4 separate regions of the Mus musculus genome follow, and regions 2, 3 and 4 are each linked to region 1. Evidence: chromatin contacts called from public Hi-C data. All regions are on one chromosome and are shown on one strand. Each heading gives the region's core, a stretch centred on a gene start, on an enhancer-like site or on the middle of the called end of the contact. The rest is flanking DNA. Distances are from core to core; before and after follow the strand shown.

Region 1 (3,216 bases), core at 206-2,705:
TGTAAGGCAACCGTTGTGCATATTGAAGTGTCTATAAATAGCTCAAAGCCCTGAACTGCCTTCCGAAGCTGCCAGAGCTTTCTTATTAACTCAGCAGCTGCGTGCCACACTAGGATGAGACCTGAATTCATTCCAGGTGCATCCAGGAGACCCCTGCAGTACCTCTCAGCCATGACCAAAGAGAGAGGTGCGGGGGCAGATGGCAGGTTGCTCGGTTATGAGTGATACACAAGATCCTCTTACAGTGAGTGCTGGTGTGTGTGTGTGAGTGTGTGTGTGTGTGTGAGTGTGTGTGTGTGTGTGTGTGAGTGTGTGTGAGTGTGTGTGTGTGTGTGTGTGTGTTTAAGGGAGAGGGGAGAGTTTGTTAGAGTATAAAGCTTACCTGGAGGTTAGAATCTTCTTATTTATTCACCATGTGTGTGTGTTTGTGTGCGCATGCGTGTGCACATGCACGTGGAAGCCAGAGGAAAAGATGAGGCATTGCTCATACTATTTGATGCAGATTCTTCACTGACCTAGAACTTTCCAAATAGGCTATGCTCACTTGCTAGCCAGTCCCAGCGATCCACCTGTCTCAGGCTCTCCAGCAATGAGATTTTGAGTGTGTGCCATGATGGCTTCTCCCATCTCTTGTAGATCAAACTCAGGTCCTCACGATTGTGAGTCAAACACTTCCTTGGCAGAGTCTTCTCCTAGTCACACATCCTTCATATTTTCTTCATAGCAGGATCTTTCGGAGCAGGCCATGGAAGACTTACAAACCTTAAATACTGACAGCTTCCAGCCCCTCGATTTTCATGACAGGAGTCCTCCCTCCCAAGGAGGGCAGGTAACCTGACGGAAACCATGACTCCAAAGAGAACATGGGTTATCCTTGCTATATCCGGTAGCTACCCTTCCTCTACATCTCTGAGGTGTCCTGTCTTACCTGGTATTTGTCACTTCTGCTGCCCTGGGATTCCCTAGATAGCAGGATTATCTCATTTGATTTGAATGCCCAGTACTTGGCAAAGGATCTTGGCACGGGGTAGGTGCTCAGTAAACTTTTGTAAGCAAATTGACTGATTGAAAGAGAGCTTTTTTGGAGAGATTATCCAAGAGCCATTTTTTTTTTCCTACAGAGAGACAGGAGAGGCCATAAGAAGATATTTATTTATTTATTTATTTATTTATTTATTTTTGAGATAAGGTATCACCATGTAGAACAGTCTGGCCTTGAATTCACAGAGACCCAACTGCCTCTCAAGTGCTGGGATTAAAGGTGTGTGCTCCACCATTCTTGGTGGGAAGAAGTTTTGAACAGAAGCCAGGAGACAATGGTGCCTCACATCTATTATGGCGGCTGTCTTCTATGAACTTGAGAAACACTTCGAGCTATTACCTTCACGAGTGAGTACACTGAGGCCCTGGGAGACAGAACACAGAGTCAAGGCATTTCTGCCCAGAGGCCTGACTGCACCCCTGTGTGCTCTGCCAAAGCCCCATTCTTTACGTGAGGCAGCCGTCCTGTTTGGCTGACAGGAATAGAGAGGAGGCATCTTGGCCAGGTGTTCTGAGAAAGAAAACTGGAGTTATCGCCTATTCTTTTGATGTGTTTTCCATCATCAGTCCCCTCCTTGGTCCCCAGACACTTTGCTGCTCGGCTCCAAGCCATGGCTCCCTGCCTAGATGAGTTAGCAAGGATTCTGTCCCCACCAACATGGCAGTAGCCGATGGCACTGGGCGTGAGCCCAAGTTAGTCACCAAAGCCTCAGCTGCATTTGTGTTCCACAGAACCTCTGCCCAGAGAGCAACAAAGCAGGTCTGAACGCAGAAGGGAAGGCAGGAGACTGAACCCTGGGTACAGGCAGATACGGGCCAAAGGCTGTGCCTGAGCTGGGGCGGCTGAGCTGGGGCAGCTGAGGAGGCTCTGGTGGGTGGGGCTGAGGAGACAAGAGCTAGGCAGAGATGGGAAAGATACTGCAGGAGACCAGGACGCCTGCAAAAACAAACTATGAAAAGCCATGAGGCTTATCATGGAAGAGAGAGGAAGGGAAGGAGGGAGAGAGGAAAGGAGGGAGGGAGGGAGGGAGGGAGGTGCCAGCCAAGAAGATGCAGAGAAACAGAACATAGACCTCATCCCAGGAACTGTTTTTAACCTACGGAGTGTCAAGAGATGTTATTTTTGTGTTTGTGACATTTTGAGCTGCAGCCACTTAACAATTTTAAAGGACAAAAAAGAAAATCCTCAATCAACCTAACTCATCCTTATGATGGGGAAAGACACAATGCTTAGCTGCTGGCTGCTGTTTTGAGGGTCACGGAGACCACCCTTAGAGTATTTAAGAAGCCAGACTCACAGTTCAAGGTTCCTTAGCCCTAAGGGACCAGGGCTGTGCACCCGAAACTGGGATCAGATCAGGGCAAGGATGACATCATCAGGAGGTAAAATCCAGGGACAGGAAGGGCAGGCACCCAGCAGTCCTCCCAAGGGCTGGGTCACCTGCCAGGGCCGGGACTTACAGTGCCTGGCAGAGGACTGCATAGCCTGAGCCCTGAGGGAAGTCTGGCTCATCTCTTTGCTCAAGGTTTTGATTGATCTCAAATTTAATTTTGTCTTCGAGGCATTTCTGACAAAGCTCTGAGCAGGAAAACAATATTAGTTTTCTTTTCTCTTCACGAAAAAGAGGGTAGGACCTTGCAATCATTTTCCTTTGTGAGAGAGGATAAATTGAGATGTCTGTGGGCAGGAAGGAATAAAAGATGATCGTAGCTAGGAGGAGCTTGGGAGGGCCTGAAGATAGACTGCCCAACTGTTGCTGCCTCCGACAAGCAACACTGGTGCACTGGTTCGTTTTTGTTTTTTTTTTTTTTTTTTTTTTGTTACTTTGACATAAAATAGCATCGCCTGGGAAGCAGGCACCCCAATTGAGGAATTGCCTCCTGAATTGGCCTGTGTGTGGGGGGCATTTTCTTGATAAATGTTTGATGTGGGCGGGGCCAGCTCACTGTGGGCGGTGGCATCCCTAGGCAGGTAGTCTTGTATAAGAAAACAGGCTGAACAAGCATGCAATGGAGAGCAAGGAAGACCGTTAGAAGTGTTCTTCTATTCTCCTTCCAGGGTCCTGTCTTGGGTTCCCAAAATGATAGACTGTAACCTGTGAGCTGAAGTTACTGTCCCCACAAGGTGGTTTTGGTCGGTGTTTTATCCCAGCAACGGGAATTGAACCAGGACAA
Region 2 (3,216 bases), core at 335-2,834, 800 kb after region 1:
ACCCCACAGAAAATCACCAGAGTGAACCAATGGGTTTGTTGGGCTTTACCCACAGGATATGTGTCAGGGGTTACTGGAAGGAATATGGGTAACACTAAAACAGCTATACAGGAAAGTACCCATGCAAAATGTGTAATGGATTCCCCATAACACAGAGGTAAAGACCCTTCTCTACTAATCCCACCCCCGACCAGCCTATCTACTACAGGACATCTTGAAACCACATGCAGTTGATATATATTGCATAGAAATGGCTAGAGGAGTGGTTAGAACCTTAGGTTAGGGTCCAGTAGCCTTGCCAATATCCTTCCACAAGCCTGATCATGATGGTATCATGCAAGCAGGCACAGTTTATCTGATGCCATGGTCACTTTGCTCTCAGGATGGTGTTCTACACCACGCATTTTCTGGCCCCCATATGAGTGAAGAATTATAGTAGTAGTTTGTCCTACCGGGGTTTACTTCCTCATATAGACCCAACACGGTCAGACCCAAAGAAACTCACAGCATATTGGAAGGGAGTAAGTCCGTCTCCCTGGAGCAGAATACCAGAAAAAAAAAGTGTTTTCAAACTAGCTTTGTGAAAGAAGTTCTGCAAAAAGTCACCCGAGAGATGCATTGTCAGAAGGGGTGCGTGTCACAGCTTGCAGAGTCCCCTTGAGGTTGTTAGACATGACAGTGGGGGAAGCTATCCCTCTAGTCAATGCTTTTGGCCTTTTAGGGGGACCATGTTTGCCCAATTACTCAAAGGCCAAGTCCTTAGAGAAATGTACCTCTGAGCACACCATAGCTTTATACGGACTCTGCTGATCAGGGATGGCGATGATTTGTTCTCCTGTGGGGGTTGGGACCATGTGAGGAGGCTTGCATTCCAACAAACTGGGCTTGGGACGCTTTTGTTACTTTTAACATCTTAAGTATAGATATTATTCTGTTATTTTCTCATCTCTTTGGGAAGGAAAATTATTGTCAACTAAGAATATGTGCCCTTTTCTTTTTTTACAACATAAATATGCTTTCTCAAGGATGAAAAGAAATATAAGGTTCACAGTTTCTAACCTGTTCTGCAACTATTATAAAAAATAAAAATAAGATCCAAACAACCAAACAACACAGGGCCAGGGACTGGAGAGATGGCACAGTGGATAAAATGCTTGGTATGTGAACATGAGGTCCTAAGTTCACATCTGTGTAAGAGCTGGGTGGTGGCATGTGTGTGTTACCACTGTGTTGGGATATGGAAACAGGCTGTCCCCCAAGGCTTGCTGGCTAGCCAGTCAAGTTGAAATGACTATCTTAAGGCCTGTGAGTGTCCCTGTTTCAAAATCTAAAGTGAAAGATGATAGAATAAAGCACTTAATATTGATCTGTAGCCTTCACATGCCCAGCCATGGACAAGTAAACCTGAGTACACATGTGTACACATACACAGGACACACATGAACACACATACACACACACAAACACACACACACTTGTAAAAAGAGAAAAAACAGCAGCATATTTTGCTGTGTGTAGGAGAGTGTTAAACAGAATGCCAAATCCAAGCTTGCCCCAGAGGCAGAGAGCTGGCAGGCAATCCCTGGGCCTTCAATTACTAGGGAATGTGAGAATTCTTTCTTTGTGGGTTTTCATATCTGCAACACATTCCAAGTTAGAGTCCGGTGTGACAGCTGGTGTGTGAAACCTGTGTCCACAGGCACAGCATGTGTGTGAGGCCTTGGAGAATAGACAGAGGATATCCGGCAACCTGGACCACTGACCAGACACAGTGTAGGCTATCCTTGTGAAGATGGGCTCCTTGGCTCACCACAGCTCAGTGGGCTTTGAATTTTGTGTTATAAGTCAACAACAGCTTCCAAATCCCATCGATATTTTCTAAGTGTATTTCCCAGCATCTTGCTTACCAATTTCGAATACAGATTACCGTGATAAGATCACATGTGTGTGAAATCATGGCACTTATGCCAAACACACAACCTATTTGTGGCCAGTAAGCATGTTTTCTTGTCTGCGGCCAACATGGGTCTCAGTGAATATAAGTGAAGTTGTTTTAGTGGTTTTGCCAATTTTTATCAATTGCTCTCATCAGCATAGATGGCAGTCAGGGTGGTTTTAGGTGTGTGTGTGTTTGTGTGTGTGTGTGTGTGTGTGTGTGTGTGTGTGTGTGTGTGTGTGTGTATGTGTGTGTGTGTGTGTGTGTGTGTGTGTGTGTGTGTGTGTGTGTGTGTGTGTATCATCCGGCTCATTATAGGAAAGAGTAGGTAATTATTCTATAAGCCTTTTGCTGTATAAATGCAAGCTAGGGACAGTGTTCAGCAGTAATAACCAAGCTGACTTGCTTCCTAACAAGATACTGTCCAGAGCAACAACAGAACTCTTAATGGAAGCCTGGGGTGATTTAAGAAAGCTACTGTGGGAGAATTAAAAAGGCATTGCTCTCTAGAGTTGGAGTGAGCAGTAAAAACCAAAAATTTGCTTTTATTAATTCCCTACAATGTGTTTGCTTTTTAACTGGGCCATTCACAGAGATGTGTTTGGAGTGGAGGGAGCCCTTTATGGCTGGATTTATGGGCACCTGAAGTCTGACAAGCATGCTGCTGGCACATCTTGCTAACAATTCCCAGGGAACTTTGTCTGCAAGTAAGAAAAGAACCAAAGTGTGCTTTTATAAATGAACCCTAAGACAGTATGCTAATGTGACCTGTCTCCTAGGAATAACCTTTTCTCCTGCCATTGGCTCATACCCTTGCATGGTCAAGAGTAGGCATGCAAGTATGCTAACTCACTCTCTTGGAATCAAGCCCTAGGAGGCAAAAGCTTATCCTGAGCCTGTTAGCAAAGGTTCTGCAGTTATGAGAACCAGGGTCCCCAGCCTGCCCTGCTCCAGACATAAAATGAAGGGTTGTACAACTGATTCTTGTCATCTCAGAGTCACCAGCCTCTTGGTCAACTTACCTTTGAGGATGGTACTACTGGTTTATTGCCCCTTTCCTGAGATCCCTGTGTGGAGACAGATGTGTACACATAGACTTACTAGGTGACACATCCCTGCTGAGGGCTATTTTTCCTTGGATGCCTGTGTAACTGTCTCCAGGTTCCCCAGATGTTTCAGATCTTCCCTTCTTTTTTTTGGTAAAGATCTTTTTAGATCTTTTTTCTTGAATAAGTCCAGTTATGGTAGGTCATCCTGGGAATCTTTAACATTATGTGATC
Region 3 (3,216 bases), core at 435-2,934, 770 kb after region 1:
AGTTTTTCTGTCCCAATATTTCCCTCGCTTCATGTGACAGACGCTCTGGATCTTTCTCTATATTCACCGGGTTATTTCCTTACACAGTTGACAGTTGTTTTATGTTTCCCTATGATCTCATAGCAATGATTATATCTGAAGTGGCCTGACTTTAAGGTATGGGGACTGGGGTTCCAACATATCTGGGGAATGGAAAGATTTCAACTAATGTTAGCCTTCCCTGTCTTTTGCAAAATGTCATAGTTTCTTAACACAAAAAGCACATTCACCCTATTGTCTCAACAGCCTCCAACTCTTTTCCAGATTCTATCAATATAATAATTAACTCTGGGAGCCCAAAGTATTGTCTTAAAATTTAATTGAGATGTAGCTGCACCCAGGAAATTTGGCATTCTTGGGCAAAATTGCTCTCATGTCAATGTGAGAAATTCAGAAAACAAGATACCCGATTCAAGTTCAGATGAACAACTATGGGATATACATTGCACTCTAAGGGGAAACATCAGAGGAGCAAAGGCCTTTTTGGTCTAAGAGAGCTTGCAACTCAGTGATGACAAAGGCTGCCAGCATTTGTAGGATGCTTTCTCCCTGAGATTTGTCTTCAGTGACTACTCCCCTTTGCCCTGGGTCAGTGATGTTATGGTCTGAGCCCTTTGCAGTGTTTTAGAGGTGGATGTCAGGATAAACCTCAGCCTGCTTCTAGAACTTGCTGCCTAACGAGGCTGCAGACCTTCCGTGTCATCCAGTACCATTTGTTCTTTGTTCAGCATCTCTTCTTCAGAGCATCCCTCTCTTTCCACGTTGTTCTGTGAGCAGAAAGGCGGTACCCAGCAGCTTTGCACACTCATTTCTTGGAAACCAGTTCAAATAAGTGCATAAGTCCATTACTCACAATTTCAAGTCTCTAAGAAAACGTGCTCAATGTAACTCAGGCATTGTGACATGATAGCATCAGCTACAAGCAGACACCAAAATGTACGTTAGTTTCTCAGAGCTGTTGACATGAACATTGGCAGCTGAGTAGTTAAGACAACAGGCATGCGTTGTCTCTTAGTCCTGGAGACTCAAAGTCTGAAATTAAGATGTCAGTTGGACTCTTTCCTTCCAGAGGGTGGGAGAGTCTGTTCCATGTCCCACTCCATGTTTATAGTGACAGAGGTCTGGCAAATCTCAGCTTGCTTCTCTCCTGTCTATAACCTCATTTCAACTAATTATATCTTTAATTACCCTGTTTCCAAATAAGGTCATATTCTTCAGTAATGGAGTTAGGAAACAATGTAATTGCAGTTGTTGTTGTTGTTATTTATTTTTTGCAGGGTGGGGGGTACACGATAATGTCTCTTCAGAGAAAAGAATACATGTGTTCCTTGGCACCTTCTGTTCTCCAGCTATCCATCTGTCTATGGAGAAAGGGGACAGGTGCAGTGACCTTGAATGGCATCTAAAAATGCAGTTTTAAATCTGTTAGCTGCAACAGCAACTTACTTTCTTCTTTTGCAGGATGGTAGAAGTGGATTTACCTGGGCATTTATTTCTTTACTTTCCTGTAACCTCACCAAAACGATAGCAAAGAGAAACAGCAAACTAAAAACAGTTGAGTGTGACAAGTGTGTGGGAGGAGATGAGAGCTGTAAAATTCAGGAAGCTGGAGAGAGGCAGATGGGAAACTGATTGGACAGCCCTGCAAAAGCTGGAGGCTAAGTCAACAATGGAATGCTAGGAGCAGACAGCCTGAAAACATGGGCTTACAGCATATGCATCACACATATTAGGGATGGGGGCTCCAAGAGCCTCTTGCAGGCATGGAGACCTGAGCTGAATCTCCAGAATCCACATCAGTAAGCTTGGCATGGTGGTGCTGGTTCATGATCTAGCACTGGGCATGTGGGGACGTCGGAATCTCCGGGGCTCGCTGAGAAGATATCTTAGCTAAGCTTGATGCCTGGTGGATTCAGTTCAGCAGGTGGAATCCCAAGGACTCACATTGTAGAAGGAGAGAATTAACTATATTGGGTTGTACTCTGCACTGTGCAATGCATTCTCCCCCTCCCTCCCCCTCCCCCTCCCCCCTCTCTCTACACACACACACACACACACACACACACACACACACACACACACACGATCACATTGTAATAGCTAAATCAAAAATTGGAAAGTCTTTTTCTCAACCTGTATCTCTGCTATGTCTTTTTGAGGAAGCTATCAGATCATATCTTCTTATCAAGATGATGTAGTAAGTAAAACTAGAGGAGAACATGGAGTCCAGAAGGCCTAGAGATATATGGGACTCCTCGATGCCCCTCATGTAGTATAGTGTGCTATCATTCTTAGGAACACTTCCCTTGTATTGGCTCATCTCTGGACGTATATCCCATAGCCTTAGCCTTTTGGTCCTGAGTGTATATCTCTGTGATATTCAGACAAATAACCTGAAGGGAGGGCTAGGTAGATCTATACAGTGTTTTGACAGTAGATGTAGGGGCTCATTTCTATGGTACTGATTAAGAAAAATAAGGTTGACTCACATTTAGCAGCAAGATATTAGCTGTTCATTTAGCAGTGTATCAACATTTTGAAAAAGAAAATGGCTATGCACAAACAAACAGCAAGATACAGATGGAGATGGAAAACCAACAGTGTTTATGTAAATGAAGAACATCTGTAGATGACAAGCTATGTGTTGAATACATTGGAACCCAACAGTTTGGTAGGAGAGAGTGATGGAGACAAACTGGTATTGAGATGAGCAAACAGAACCAGAGAAGTACCCAGGCTGGCATACATTCCCTCCATACTCCTTCTGTCCCTGGTAGAGCCTCTGCAAGCTCTGTGTACATAGCATTTGGTTTCACTCAGGAACCAGAGAAGAGACCAAAATATTTGCTTCCTCCTGGTCTCTAAGACACACAGTGGTGATTTCCCAGATGGATGCAGGAATTTCAGGGAATATAAATACTGGTACAGTTGTGAATACCAAGCTTCATCTCATAGAATGATTCAGGTCTCTTGCTTATAAAATGGAAGTGGAAGATGATAACTATAGACATATCTGGAAAAAACTATAATGGGTAATACTAGCTTCCTTGTATTTTTAGACTACCCATAAGAAAGTTTCTCCTTAATGTCCCACTCAAGGTAGAACAGATAGTCCATAGCTACATTAAATGAGTGTCTGTCTACAAAAATATATTTTGAAAATATTTGGAATTTTAG
Region 4 (3,216 bases), core at 323-2,822, 550 kb after region 1:
TATCCTGGGTGACACTGAAATGGACCAAGGAGTCCACATGTCTCCTCATCACATTACTTTCCATTATTTGGGTATCTGCCCTGGTTTTCCCTATTTGTACAATCTAAAAAGACCAATATCATAGAAGCATAGAGGAGAAAAGTGGATACCAGAGCTTAGGGGCTCATTAAGAGAGATGAAGAATGAGAAGATTCTGACCAAACATACAAAGTCTTAGAACACATGATTTAGTGACCTATTGTGCTATGGGTCATAGCTATTGTAGATTGCAAAATTGCTGAGATATTTTTAATGATCTAATCACAAGACTGATAAATTGATGAGGTGATGGATGCTAATTAGCTTCACTGCATCTTATACAATGTTCACTTCAGTCAATGTGTCATATCATACTCCCTTTCTCTCTTTCCCCCTCTCTCATATCTATCTATATATCTATCTATCTATCTATCTATCTATCTATCTATCTATCTATCTATCTATCTATCTATCTATGGCAATTAAAAATAAACAAATTAGTTTAAAACTTCATTTCATTACTTTTGGCTATAATTTAAAATCTGAACCATACTAAAATCATTCTGTTTATTTTTAAAAGTTTATTTTTACATTTACTATATATTGTACATGTGTGTATATATATATGCATGTATGTATTTATGTACATGTGTATACATATACTACAGTTTTCATGTAAAGGTCAGGGGACAACTTTTGGGAGTCAGTTAGTTCTTTTACCATTTAGATTCTGGGGACAGAACTCAGTCCTCCAGGCTCTGCTTCAGGCACTTTCACTGCTGAGCCATCTTGATGGCCCTGTAAGCACATTTTGCAACAGCTTGTCTAGCATGCCCCTTTCCAGTTCTGCTAGGTCTTGCCTGGCTGTAGGCTGTTTGCTGAGCAGGCCCTGAGTCTTGCTCTGGTGGGCTCTTGAGCGTGCTTTTCCATGACTTAGAGAGCCTTTCATGTTCCAAAGCTCATGAACTCTGAGTCATCTTTCCACCACCCTCCTCTTTTCCATCACCCCTACCCGGCTTCTATCAATTTCATTCCCACCTCAGGATACATTACATGCTTGTTATATTCATTCTGGGCAAGCTGGGCACACTAAAAATACATCTAACGTCGGAAGTGTGTGATGGATGAATGCATCAGAATGTATAATTCTTCTGGAAGAACCGCCTGGAGTCTGAAATATAAGTATCACATAAACAAAGGACATGAGGTTTAAGAGCTCTGAGTTAAATAAGGCTTCGGTGGACCCAAGTTCAAACTCAATTTTTTATTCATGAAAAAGTCACATTTCTTGTTGCTTTAAAGAACTGTTGTTCATGTACCGTGCCTCACGGATGTTACTTATAAAGTCTGACTCAGAGAATTTAGGAAAGGTTCTCTTCTGTTTTGATCAATGTGTCATATATGGGAAAAAAATCACACTTCAGGACAACGATGTAAGAGTTTCTAGCCGTTTCTTTTCAGGATTCTAAAAATAGTTTGTGTATGAGGGGAGTCATGGGTTGGGGCAGACACTATGTGTGTGCATGAGGGGAGGCAGGGGTGGGTGGGGCAGACACTATGTATATGCATAAGCCATGTCATAGGTGGTGGGGTCATCCCTGTGGAACAGAATCTGTGCCTGTCAACCTGGGTTATAGTCTTCAAATGGCTCTGGAGATGTCAATTTCTTAAAACAAAGGAAACTGGACACATGCACCCAGCATTAGCTGAGCCAAGCTGGCTGATCACCAAAGAAACAGGGAATCTTAGGAGTAAGCAGGCCGAGGGAGGCAGATCACACTCCTAATTACCTCCACAGCACCCTCATTTTCATATGCATGGCAATAGCTTGCTCTAAATGTTTGTGCCTAGGTTTAAACACTCAGGAAAATTCTAATTAAGGAAGAGCTGGTAGTAGAGGGTTGTACATTTAAAACAAACATAGGTTTCCTTGACATTCAGGAGTGATGCTGGCCACACATCAGTATGTATCACGCAGTCAGCTATTCTCTAGTAACAAACCTTATATTTAAATAAGTGGGGCAAAGGAATATGGTGCAGCCTCCTCCGTGTAGAAGGCCGTGTGAAGTGAGGTCAGGTCTGTTCTGTAGTGGTCATCTCATTCTCTCTCCTGGGTGGATCTTTGTCTCATTTCAGAGTATAGGTAGTTCCCCTTCATAGTTATATTGGTTCTTGTGTATGTGTATTTTATTGTTGGGGACAAGGGACTCATGCAAATGGGATCATTGCCTAGTGTCTCCTTTGAGTAGGTCATTATTCATGTAACTCATTTTTTTTTTTTGCATGTTGATTTTATGCCCTACAATTCTATTGAACTCATATTTCAGTTCCAAACATTTACTTTGAAAGGAGTCATTAGGGGGCTGGGGAGTCAGGAATGCACTTGCCTTGCCTGAATTCCATCCCCCAAACCCATAGCAATAAAAGTTCATAATCCCAAGCTTCAGAAGGCAGAGATGGGCAGATCTCAGTGGCTCGCTGACCAGGCAGCTTTGTTTACTTGTTAAGCTCAGGTCAGTGAGACTTCATCTGAAAAACAAAACAGAAACAAACACCAAAACAAACAAAAAATACAACTAACTGGCAACACACACACACACACACACACACACGGTTGGTGGTAAACACACACACACACACACATAAACACTCACACACACACACACACACACACACACACACCTCTAAGTGCAGAAGGGTCATTAGGGATTTAAACTACTATTAGGATAGCTTGGTGTTTTCTTTTCTTGTGTGATTGTTTCTGTCAGTACATTCATATTGCATAGACATGTGGTGGCAATAGGTACCCTCACCATCTCTCATTATTTGGTTTTATATACTAGACTAATCTTGAATGTCATAGATAAACTCTGTTTGGTTAGTATGTGTAAACTTTTGGATGTATTACTGAACTAATAATTCCCAGTATTGGTCAAGCCCAACAGAATCCCAGCACAGAGAGAAGAGGTAGTCTTGAAGTCTTCCTCTTAGCTGAGGAGCTATTGAGAGTTGATAGCTTCTCTTCCAGGAGAGGAAGAGTCAGTTTTCTTTAAGGATGTGGCCCCTGATAGGTAGAGGGGGCTCTGGAGGATGGGCATACAGCCAAGAGTGTGTACGGCAGCGCAGATTGGTGTGTTTTAAAGAGCGGATCTGGGAGGCGGCAAGGGAGGAAAGTCATATGATCCTTTCTCTGAGATT

What was found. Hi-C and Micro-C count contacts between places; a contact is called where the count stands out from the background.
Region 2: a contact with region 1 is called in a Hi-C map of forebrain, with 5 times the contacts expected there. The contact joins two enhancer-like sites. A contact is called at or near these places in 5 of 484 Hi-C or Micro-C datasets (cerebellar granule neurons, cerebral cortex, cortical neurons and 1 more).
Region 3: a contact with region 1 is called in a Hi-C map of cerebral cortex, with 9 times the contacts expected there. The contact joins two enhancer-like sites. A contact is called at or near these places in 3 of 484 Hi-C or Micro-C datasets (the N1E-115 cell line, cerebral cortex and forebrain).
Region 4: a Hi-C map of cortical neurons shows a contact between it and region 1, with 3 times the contacts expected there. The contact joins two enhancer-like sites. A contact is called at or near these places in 5 of 484 Hi-C or Micro-C datasets (cerebellum, cerebral cortex and cortical neurons) and 1 of 115 datasets of contacts at active chromatin or transcription factors (neural progenitor cells).

What each region holds. Positions count from the first base shown.
Region 1 is chr9:113,632,085-113,635,300 of GRCm38.p6, reverse strand. No RefSeq gene overlaps it. Among named protein-coding and RNA genes, the nearest start is that of Gm36686, 7.2 kb to the right of the region's middle. Within about 2 kb of position 1,455, at least 20 of the 459 cell types and tissues checked have an H3K27ac peak or open chromatin away from gene starts, as enhancers often do. A contact at or near this core is called in the N1E-115 cell line, cerebral cortex, cortical neurons and 1 more, where this site is marked.
Region 2 is chr9:112,829,734-112,832,949 of GRCm38.p6, reverse strand. No RefSeq gene overlaps it. Among named protein-coding and RNA genes, the nearest start is that of Gm36251, 290 kb to the left of the region's middle. Within about 2 kb of position 1,584, at least 10 of the 459 cell types and tissues checked have an H3K27ac peak or open chromatin away from gene starts, as enhancers often do. A contact at or near this core is called in cortical neurons and forebrain, where this site is marked.
Region 3 is chr9:112,863,594-112,866,809 of GRCm38.p6, reverse strand. No RefSeq gene overlaps it. Among named protein-coding and RNA genes, the nearest start is that of Gm36251, 260 kb to the left of the region's middle. Within about 2 kb of position 1,684, at least 9 of the 459 cell types and tissues checked have an H3K27ac peak or open chromatin away from gene starts, as enhancers often do. A contact at or near this core is called in the N1E-115 cell line and cerebral cortex, where this site is marked.
Region 4 is chr9:113,079,682-113,082,897 of GRCm38.p6, reverse strand. All of the region lies in intron 5 of Gm36251 (a long non-coding RNA gene), which reads left to right. Among named protein-coding and RNA genes, the nearest start is that of Gm36251, 42 kb to the left of the region's middle. Within about 2 kb of position 1,572, at least 4 of the 459 cell types and tissues checked have an H3K27ac peak or open chromatin away from gene starts, as enhancers often do. A contact at or near this core is called in cortical neurons, where this site is marked.